Linked DNA regions of Mus musculus: region 1 is linked to region 2. Evidence: chromatin contacts called from public Hi-C data. All regions are on one chromosome and are shown on one strand. The core of a region is the stretch at or near the end of the contact, and the rest is flanking DNA. Distances in the headings are between cores, read along the strand shown.

Region 1 (4,180 bases), core at 384-2,883, 110 kb after region 2:
CCTACCAATGGTCACCGCTGTCATTGCTCGGAGCGGTGCCGACACTGGAGAGAGCAGCCGGATGAATCATGCGTCAGAGATTAATAAGTGTCTCTTCTCTGACAAGCACTGTGCCTGCACAGAGAGATGAATAAGCCCCCATCCCTTCTCCAGAGTCTGCGTGTATTACCAGACTCGCCTACTGAAAACACAGTTTTAACATTCACCTCAGCTGTAACCTCCTAAGGTAAATACCCTGGAACCTCCAAAAGCAGTGTGCCTGCGGTTCTCTCTGTGTCTGCAGTGCGCCTGCGCTACTCTCCGTGCCTGCATCTGTTTACATTCTGCCTTGTTCTAAAGAAGAATGTAAAATCAATTTTTTAAACACACACAATTTAAGAGCAGTAACAGCCAAAATATAAAAAAAAAAAATCAAGGTGAAAAAAATGAGATTATAGTTAAATAAAACCAGAGGAAGGTTCGATCAGAAAAATGCCTGCCAGGAAGTGGGTGTAATTATTAAGGTATCTGTAGACTTGATGCTAAGGTTCCTAACTGCTAAAGCGGAGAGGGAAAGCCAAGATTCCCCAAGCCCATGAGACCAAAGTGACTTGCAAGTCTCCAAAGAGGAATTCCCAAGTATCCCTCTCACCCCTCCTTAAAAATTACAGCTGCCTGCAGGGCACTGAGGTCTGGCTTCTTTTATCACCTTTTCTGGTTAGAGTGGAGATTTGAAACTCAGCTCAATGGGCAGTGCCTTTCCAAGTTGGGAGGGGGAGGGGAGGGGGTAGAGCAGAGCTGGCCCCCAAGGGGTCTCTGCAGACCCCTGGCTCTGGAATGACTGAGCCCCCCTCACTGTCCTCACAGACTTCCACTCTCCTGGACTCTTAGTCAAGCCACACACCAGAATCCTGTTAGACCAGAAATTTCTCAGTTCTCTCTCTCTCTCCTCTCAATTCCAGAAAGGAATCTAGCAGGTGACCTTCCTTCTCCACCCCCCCCCATTCAATGGTTTCCTTGTAAGAGCTGTGGATCCCCCCACGGTTCCCCCACAGTTCCCCCACGGACTGACTGGCCCTGGAAGCCATTGGCCAGTTGGCCAGCTTTGACCTGTCACAGCATTACCTCAGCCCCTTCCCCAGATGACACCCTTCCCCACTCTCCCACCCTTCTGACTCTGAGCTCAACCTGACAGGAGCACTAGGGATGCAGTCACTCTGGTGCCTACCAGGCTCTTGCAGGGTTTCCTTAGCAACAGCTTCATTAAGGAAACCCATCAAAAAAGAAATCCGAGGAGGAGGAGGCTGTTCTTGCATCTGAACAGAGTAGCCTGCATAAAATCTGAATGGCTTTGCAAAGAAAATTAACCAAAGACAAAGAGGTTGAAAGTCCCCTCTAAAGTCTCATAAAGGAGAATGTTTTAAAGGGCACCAATTGTTCTGGAACTTAGAGATGTGAGGAGGCGGAGGACGGGGCCACGCTGCGACCCTCAGAAGCTGGTCTAGTTTTCCAGACACTTCCTCAGTAGCACTTTCTCGTAAGGTCACCTGCCATTTTCTGTTGAAAACAAAAATGTATTCAGTCCCTCAGGCAGCCTAGGGTGGGGGAGGGGAGCTGCCACCGGGTTGGGCTTTTGGAATCACACAAGCGAGGGAGCGAGGGGGACTGAAAGAACAATGGGAGACTTTGTGAGCTGAGCTGGGTCTCACCCCTCAGTTTCCCTGTCTTTAAAACTGGCTGCAAGTGGTGAGGAAAGGAACTGACGAGACCTTTCTCAGGGTCTGCTCAGCACCAGATGGAGCCGCCACAAGCCCCACCAGCCAGCTACAGGGGAGACAGTCATCGCAGCCTGTGCATCTTTCTTTGTTGCACCTTGCTCTACATTGCAACAGTGCTTATGCTCCTGGGATGAAGGCCTCCCGAGCTGCTCCTCCGCAGAAGGTATCCAATGGGAGCGTGGTCTTTGTTTCTGTAGATCTGACTCACTTGGGAATTGTTTGCCTCCATGTCTTTTGTTTATCAGCCGGTTTCCCCTCCTCAGCGCCGGCCAGTGTGGACCATGACTGTCTGCAGCTCACTGGACTTCAGGAGCAGGCTAGCAGGCAGGCAGACAGAAACACTTTGCCTAGAGTCACTCCTGCCCATCCCAGAGGCAAGGGAAGGGAAGGGAAGGAACACAAAGGGTGCATGAACACGTGTCCCAGGGACCCCTCACCTCTAAGCCACCATCTTCTTTGGTGCCTGAATCATTGTTCCTTTTCCTAACCTCCCTCTGCAGATAGGGGTGGCTACATTTAGACCACAGAATCTCAAGGAACAGATTCCTACTTCAAGAAGTCTGTGAATGGATGCCAGTGAGGTTTGCAGCCTCCTTGCCACCCTGCTGTTCCCAGACGGTGTGCAGCGGCACTAAGTAAAGGAGAGAGGTGGCTGCTTGCTCTCCACAGAAGACAAGCTGAGAGGGTGCTGCATGGCTCCTCTATTCACAAACAGGGGAAAATGATGACTCAAGTCCCAGCCCCTCTGTTCTCATATGAACCTTGTCATTTGCCTGTGAAACCCTCATGACCATTGCACAGATCTGTACACAGCCAGCTATTTGTTGCCATTTGGGAGTGCCAGATAATTACCAGAAATCACTCGCCTAAACCAGCCAACACACGCAGGTCACCCTGTGCCTGCACAGGGAAGAGGGACTCTGCATCTATTTTGCAGAGCACCGATAAAGACAGTTTTATCCTCCAGTTCTGAGGTTTTGGATTTTTGAGACAGAGTTTCTCTGTGTAATATCCCTGACTGTCCTGGACTCCCTTTGTAGACCAGGCTGGCCTGAAACTCAAGAAATCTGCCTGCCTCTGCCTCCTGAGTGCTGGGATTCAAAGTGTGTGGCACCACCAGCTCATGCAGGGATTCTGAAAGACAGATGGAACTTGCACTAGTCACATCTCCATTCCTTCCCAAATGTCCGCCATTTGCCGCCGAAGTCCTTCGTTACCATCAGCTCCACAATGGATCACACTTGATTAAGAACCAAAAGCTTGTTCTATTTCAGAAAAACTCCAGGCCCTTCTCTTTACTGTGATTATAAAATCCCACCAGAACTCATTATTTTGCTGCCTTGTCAACTAGCAGACAAACATCAGGATGAGACAAGGACCGCAAAGTGCCTTCCTCCTCCGGCAGAATTCAAAGGCTGGTAACCGCCCTGTGCCGCAGGCAGGGCCACAATTGCCACAGAGCATTGCTGCCCTCTAGTGTTTGCCTGACGCCGAGCAAGATGATAGCAGAGCTGATCCAAACTACAGGGCCCCACTGTGAATAGATAGCAGGTTGCAGTAAGTCCAGATCTCCTCCCTTTAATCTGCAAAGCGGACTTCAGTAACTGCAGAGAGTGAGGGCCCACAGGTCTGTAGAAGAGGAGCAGGGCTGGGAAGCCTGGCAGCCACCCACTACTCTAGCACCAGCTAAGCCCAACAGACTCCACTCCCCAGACCTTTCCGGTCTGCTTGGAGCCTCTTCTGTGTTCAAAGCTGTCTCCTGAACCGCCTGGGCCTGATAACAGCAGTAGCCCACTGCAGAGCTGTGGAAGGACACAGGACCATCTAACCTAAATCCAGCCTCCCAGCTACAAATAATTCAAGGCTTCCCTGGACCTTTCCAGTCTACCTGAGAGGCCTAGCACTCTTCACTCAGAAGCATGGATTACAATTAAGGTGCCACCCTCTTGCCCTTGAAGTACCCTTGCCCTGTGTATTGCCCTCACTGACCTTTGGCAAACCTACACCAGCATGACCCCTGCTGTCTCTCCATGCTCCAGGCCAGTGAGGCCCTAGCAGCCCACCTCAGACACTCAGGTGGTCTTTTTCCCTCATCATGGGTCCTTGCCCTGTGAAGCAAGCCCTTCGATGCCCAGGGTCTCAGTCAGTGCACATTTCACTAAGTTTGTGTATGCCTGGCATGGGGCATCCCTCCCTCCAGTCCTCTACAAGGACTATAGCCTTAGCATCCCTAAAAAACACAGCTTCAGGGCAGGCGAGATGGCTCAACAGCTAAAGGTGCTTGTCACTAGCCTAACTAAGCTCAATTCTTGGGACCCATAACGGGGAGGAGAGAACAGACTATCCAAGACACACACACACACACACACACACACACACACGGCTTGGCCCATTGTTGAACCCTGGATAGAACCAAGTCAAAC
Region 2 (4,100 bases), core at 238-2,737:
TCAACACATAGCTAAAACACAAACTTGGAACCACCGGCCACCCTGACACAAAAGCAACATCCTGAGCTCACCAGCATCCCCAGAGGTCCAAACTATATATATATATATATATATCAAAACACTACCAAACCTATGGTTAGGGCTTACAAATGGCTTAGCAACCAACCCTAGTGACAGGCTATGTTTTTTTTTTTTTAACGTGCTTCTAGAAAGAAAGAAAAAGATATGAACGAACAAGGAGATTGTGTGTATGTGTGTGTGTGTGTGTGTGTGTGTGTGTGTGTGTGTGTGTATGGTAACAGATACCTAAAATAAACTTGAATAGAATGTAACTAAAATAAAATACACTTGCAAAGGTAAAAGAAAGCAAAGGGTGTCTCGTGGGAGTCTGTCAGCGTAGGCTGTTCCAGGTAGAATATTTTTCAAAGATGCCTTCTCATGTATTCATAAAATCCATGGATGCCAAAAGAGCCCATCTGGTTATCATAAAATATGCTCAAGAAAACCAGAGCAGTAGAAGCAGTTGGCTAAAACGATGAGCCAACACTCATCCTTAATTTCCGTAGAGAAAGCATGTTTGTTCATTCAGAAACTCCGCAGTGTGTTTAGGAAAGTAAAAATATGTCTATGGTGACAGTGGAATTGGAGCAGCACGGTCCCCAGCCTCCATGGACAGCCTCATCCGGACACTTCTCTCCCTCCACAGGTGCACACAGTGATGGCACCAGACCTAAGGCCTTCTGCCCTTTCCAGTGTCTGGAGGCTTCCCATTGTCTGCCTGAACACATAGAGTGCTCTGGGGTTCCCAGAAAAGTTGTAGCTTGGGGTACAGTAGCTACTGATATAGGTGGTTAAGTAACCTTCTTTCCATAGAAGAGGATAGATTAGTTCCAGGCTTTATATATATATATATATGTGTGTGTGTATACCCACAAACACACACACATATATATGATTACATATCAAGCTGCTATTAAATCATTTCTTATGGAATAAGATGTCAATCAAAAAAGTGATGATTTTTCTTGATGCTACAACAAAACCATAGAAGGAAGGTAGTTTGTAGCTGCCCTGGAGTGAGACATGCAGAGTTCTCTGGGGAGGCCACTAGTGCAGAGTGGTAGATGTGGCCACAGGTAAGCTTGCTCTTCCTCCTTTTCCCTGTGTACTGTCACTGAATGGCCCTATGCTCGCAGCCTGGGGTTCAGCAGAGACACCAGTGGCTTGCTAAGCTCTGATGAGATCCCGCTCTGCTTCCCACGGGTGGGTACGCTTCTTGCCACCTTTCTGATGAACACCCTGGGAGCAGGCTGCTAAGGGCAGAGGCATCAACACGGTTGTTCATCCAGAGTCCAGGGCTATGTGTGAATCACATCTGACGGTGTACCGCTTCACAGTTTGCTGACAGCTAAAGCAGGGGTTGCCACTGTGGCCTGGGATTACTTTTATCAGTGGGCCGCTGCTCTGCAGTCGGCTGTGTTCTCTCCCATGACCTGCCCGCTCCCCTAACGCTGTCCTCTGAGATCGGAAGAGCTGTTCAGCATCCCTGCCCTGGTCTGCTGTTCTCTTGTGAGAATAAATATGGATTTTTGGAGTTCTCAGTCTTATTTTTTTAAAGAGTGGTGTGACTCATCCCAAAGCACCCGGAAGCTGAAGGCAGCTTGCTTGCAGTCTTAACACAGGGGTATATCTCTTTCTGTCTTTGGAATTCCTAGATGCCTCAGTATTACCACAAACATGTGTTTTGGTTTTGATTTTTTTTTAAAAGAAAGCCTGAGATTTTGTTGAAACTTGGCTTTTCCTTGGTTTAGAAAACATAAGGACGGAGAGAATATTTAACAGTGCCCAACACACTCGCCTGGCATGCAATTCAGTTACTTCCTGCCTGTTCTCACAGGGTCTTCATTTGTGACCAGGAGATCACACCGGTCCTGCTGTCGACATGCCCCTGTGCCAGCACAAGCCCCCTGAGAATCTGTCTGAATGCATGTCGCCCTACTGTGCTTGAGAGGGCAAGTCCAGGATCCTTGTCTCTGAATTCCCAGGTTCTGCCTACCTGCCGCCTACCTGGGTGTCCCTTCCTCACTCAGCCCTTGCCCCCTCAGCCTCGAGAGCTATTCCTTGGTCTCCTTTGAAAAGCCCTGCTGTCCCCCTTTGTCATCAGAAACAGGGGTTCCCCCCCACACACCCAGGGCTCCATGAGAACTTTTCTACCTTGACCCACGCTGCCTTTGTGAAGATGTTCTCATCGGCCATCTGCCTTCAGGGACCAGACACAACCTCTACCCAGTTCCCGGTCCTGTGGGCTTTTGGTCCTTTGGGGAGACAGGGGAGCTCTGACTCCTAAGTTGCCCATTCCCTAGCTGGGTCCCCATGGCAACCTCATTGCTGCTTTCATACTTGTTGCCCCTTTCTCTGCCTTGTGTTTTATACAAACAGGGTGGGCTGCTGCCTTCTCCCCAGCCAGTGTTAACTTCCTTGGTGCCTTCTCTTCTCTGCCCCCTTAGCCCCTTATAGAAGGCCTCCAGGGACGAGAGACTCTGGGCCTGCAGCCCTAGCCTCTTCACAGTCTGACCATCCCATCTAGGCCTTGAGTGGTTCACTGGTGACTTTGAACAGATGTTTATTCTCTTCTGCCAACTTTTTTTTTTCCATATTTGAACTGAAACGGGGGGGGGGGGTATCTTAGATTTTAATCCTGACCTATGATTGCTTTTGGGTTGTGTTGGCCATTGAGTGTTGCTTTTGTTTTGTATTCAGTGGGCTGTCTGCTTTTGCTCCAAAGGAACAAAGCTAATGTGCTGGACTGCCTGCCCATCGTTATATTTAGCCCTGCCACCTACCTGCCTTCTGACTCACAGACAGTCATTTCACAGCGCCGCAGCGTAGCCATGGGAAAGGTCAGCCTGTCCCTGCCTCCCTGGGGCTCGTAGGAGAGCATCTCTGCTGATGTAGACAGCTTCGTGCCACCCACCACATTTGCCCCAGAGGTCTGTTTAATAACCTATGAAGTACGTACATTACTAGGCCCCCTGTTCGGCCAGCATGTGGGAAGGTTGACTTTGTTCTTTGGTTTAAATTCCGGTTGGAAAATAACTTTCTAAGCCCCTGGGATGGAGACTGGGGTGTTTGTCATTCATCAGCAACAGGTGACTGCACTGCAGGCAACGAGAGCCTCTCTGTGGACCATCGATCGATCTCCTGTGCTCATCATTGCTCTCTCCAGTCAAGCTGTGGTGACTCACCAAGAGACAACTGCCGGGTGGGGGTGGCTGTTCAGTGGAAGGAATGATGATAGGTGCTTCCGTCCAAACAGGAAGAGTTGGTGTCTGGTGGAGTACGGACCCTGTACTGCTAGCTCAGGGTCCAGACTGCCCAAGCATTTCCAGTGCTGTTCTTACCTCCCCACGACCACCTTCTCTACTCTCACCCAAGCTCTAACCCCCCTCATCTTTCCTGTTTCTGCCATCGTTGGCCTCCCAGCTACAGCTTCCCCTCCTTGCTGCCTTCCGCATGGGCATCATGGCCACACTGCTGGTGCACAGTGGCTTTGCCTCTCTTTACTACAGCTTGAGTCAGAACTTCTCACTGCCATGGTCAGTATACAAAGTAGGCTATGGCCCTACCCTGAGGCCATGTGATCTTCCCACGCTCCTCCTTCATTTCTCATGGCCCTTACATCTACCTAGTGAGCCACACCCTTGCAGTTACTGCCTGGGGTGCATGCAGGGCTGCTCTGCCTTCCTCTGTGCTGATGTTACCTAGGATCTTAGAAATGTCAGCCCTCCTCCCACTGTCACTTAACTGGCATCAGGGTTACTGAAGGCTCGAGGAGACACTACAATGCTCAGCACGGTTTGTGAACCATCAGGATAGACAGCCTTCCCCCTGGTGTAGGCAGCCTTCTGCTGCCTACTTGAAAACTTCCTACTCATCCTCTGACCGAGTCATTCCAAAAGCTTTGGGCAGACTCAGTGGCCTTTCAGTGCCTGTGGCAGTGGCCTTTGTGACCTGGCAGGGCCAGCCCTCACCTGACGATTGTTTTGGAGCCAGCTGGATATTTCCCACCCCCTGCTCTTTCACAGAAATTTCAGAATCAC

Evidence for each region. Hi-C and Micro-C count contacts between places; a contact is called where the count stands out from the background.
Region 1: a contact with region 2 is called in a Hi-C map of cerebral cortex, with 4 times the contacts expected there. The contact joins two enhancer-like sites. A contact is called at or near these places in 5 of 39 promoter capture datasets (the C10 cell line, the HPC-7 cell line, embryonic stem cells and 2 more), 2 of 15 datasets of contacts at CTCF or cohesin (large pre-B cells and pro-B cells), 13 of 484 Hi-C or Micro-C datasets (the G1E-ER4 cell line, the N1E-115 cell line, bone marrow-derived macrophages and 7 more), 1 of 115 datasets of contacts at active chromatin or transcription factors (astrocytes) and 1 of 9 other capture datasets (embryonic stem cells).

Annotation. Positions count from the first base shown.
Region 1 is chr15:73,019,863-73,024,042 of GRCm38.p6, forward strand. The region is part of intron 6 of Trappc9 (trafficking protein particle complex 9); the gene reads right to left. Among named protein-coding and RNA genes, the nearest start is that of Trappc9, 39 kb to the right of the region's middle. RefSeq lists an enhancer at 557-3,457. Within about 2 kb of position 1,634, at least 59 of the 459 cell types and tissues checked have an H3K27ac peak or open chromatin away from gene starts, as enhancers often do. A contact at or near this core is called in cerebral cortex, where this site is marked.
Region 2 is chr15:72,905,619-72,909,718 of GRCm38.p6, forward strand. All of the region lies in intron 15 of Trappc9 (trafficking protein particle complex 9), which reads right to left. Among named protein-coding and RNA genes, the nearest start is that of Gm31665, 64 kb to the right of the region's middle. Within about 2 kb of position 1,488, at least 15 of the 459 cell types and tissues checked have an H3K27ac peak or open chromatin away from gene starts, as enhancers often do. A contact at or near this core is called in cerebral cortex, where this site is marked.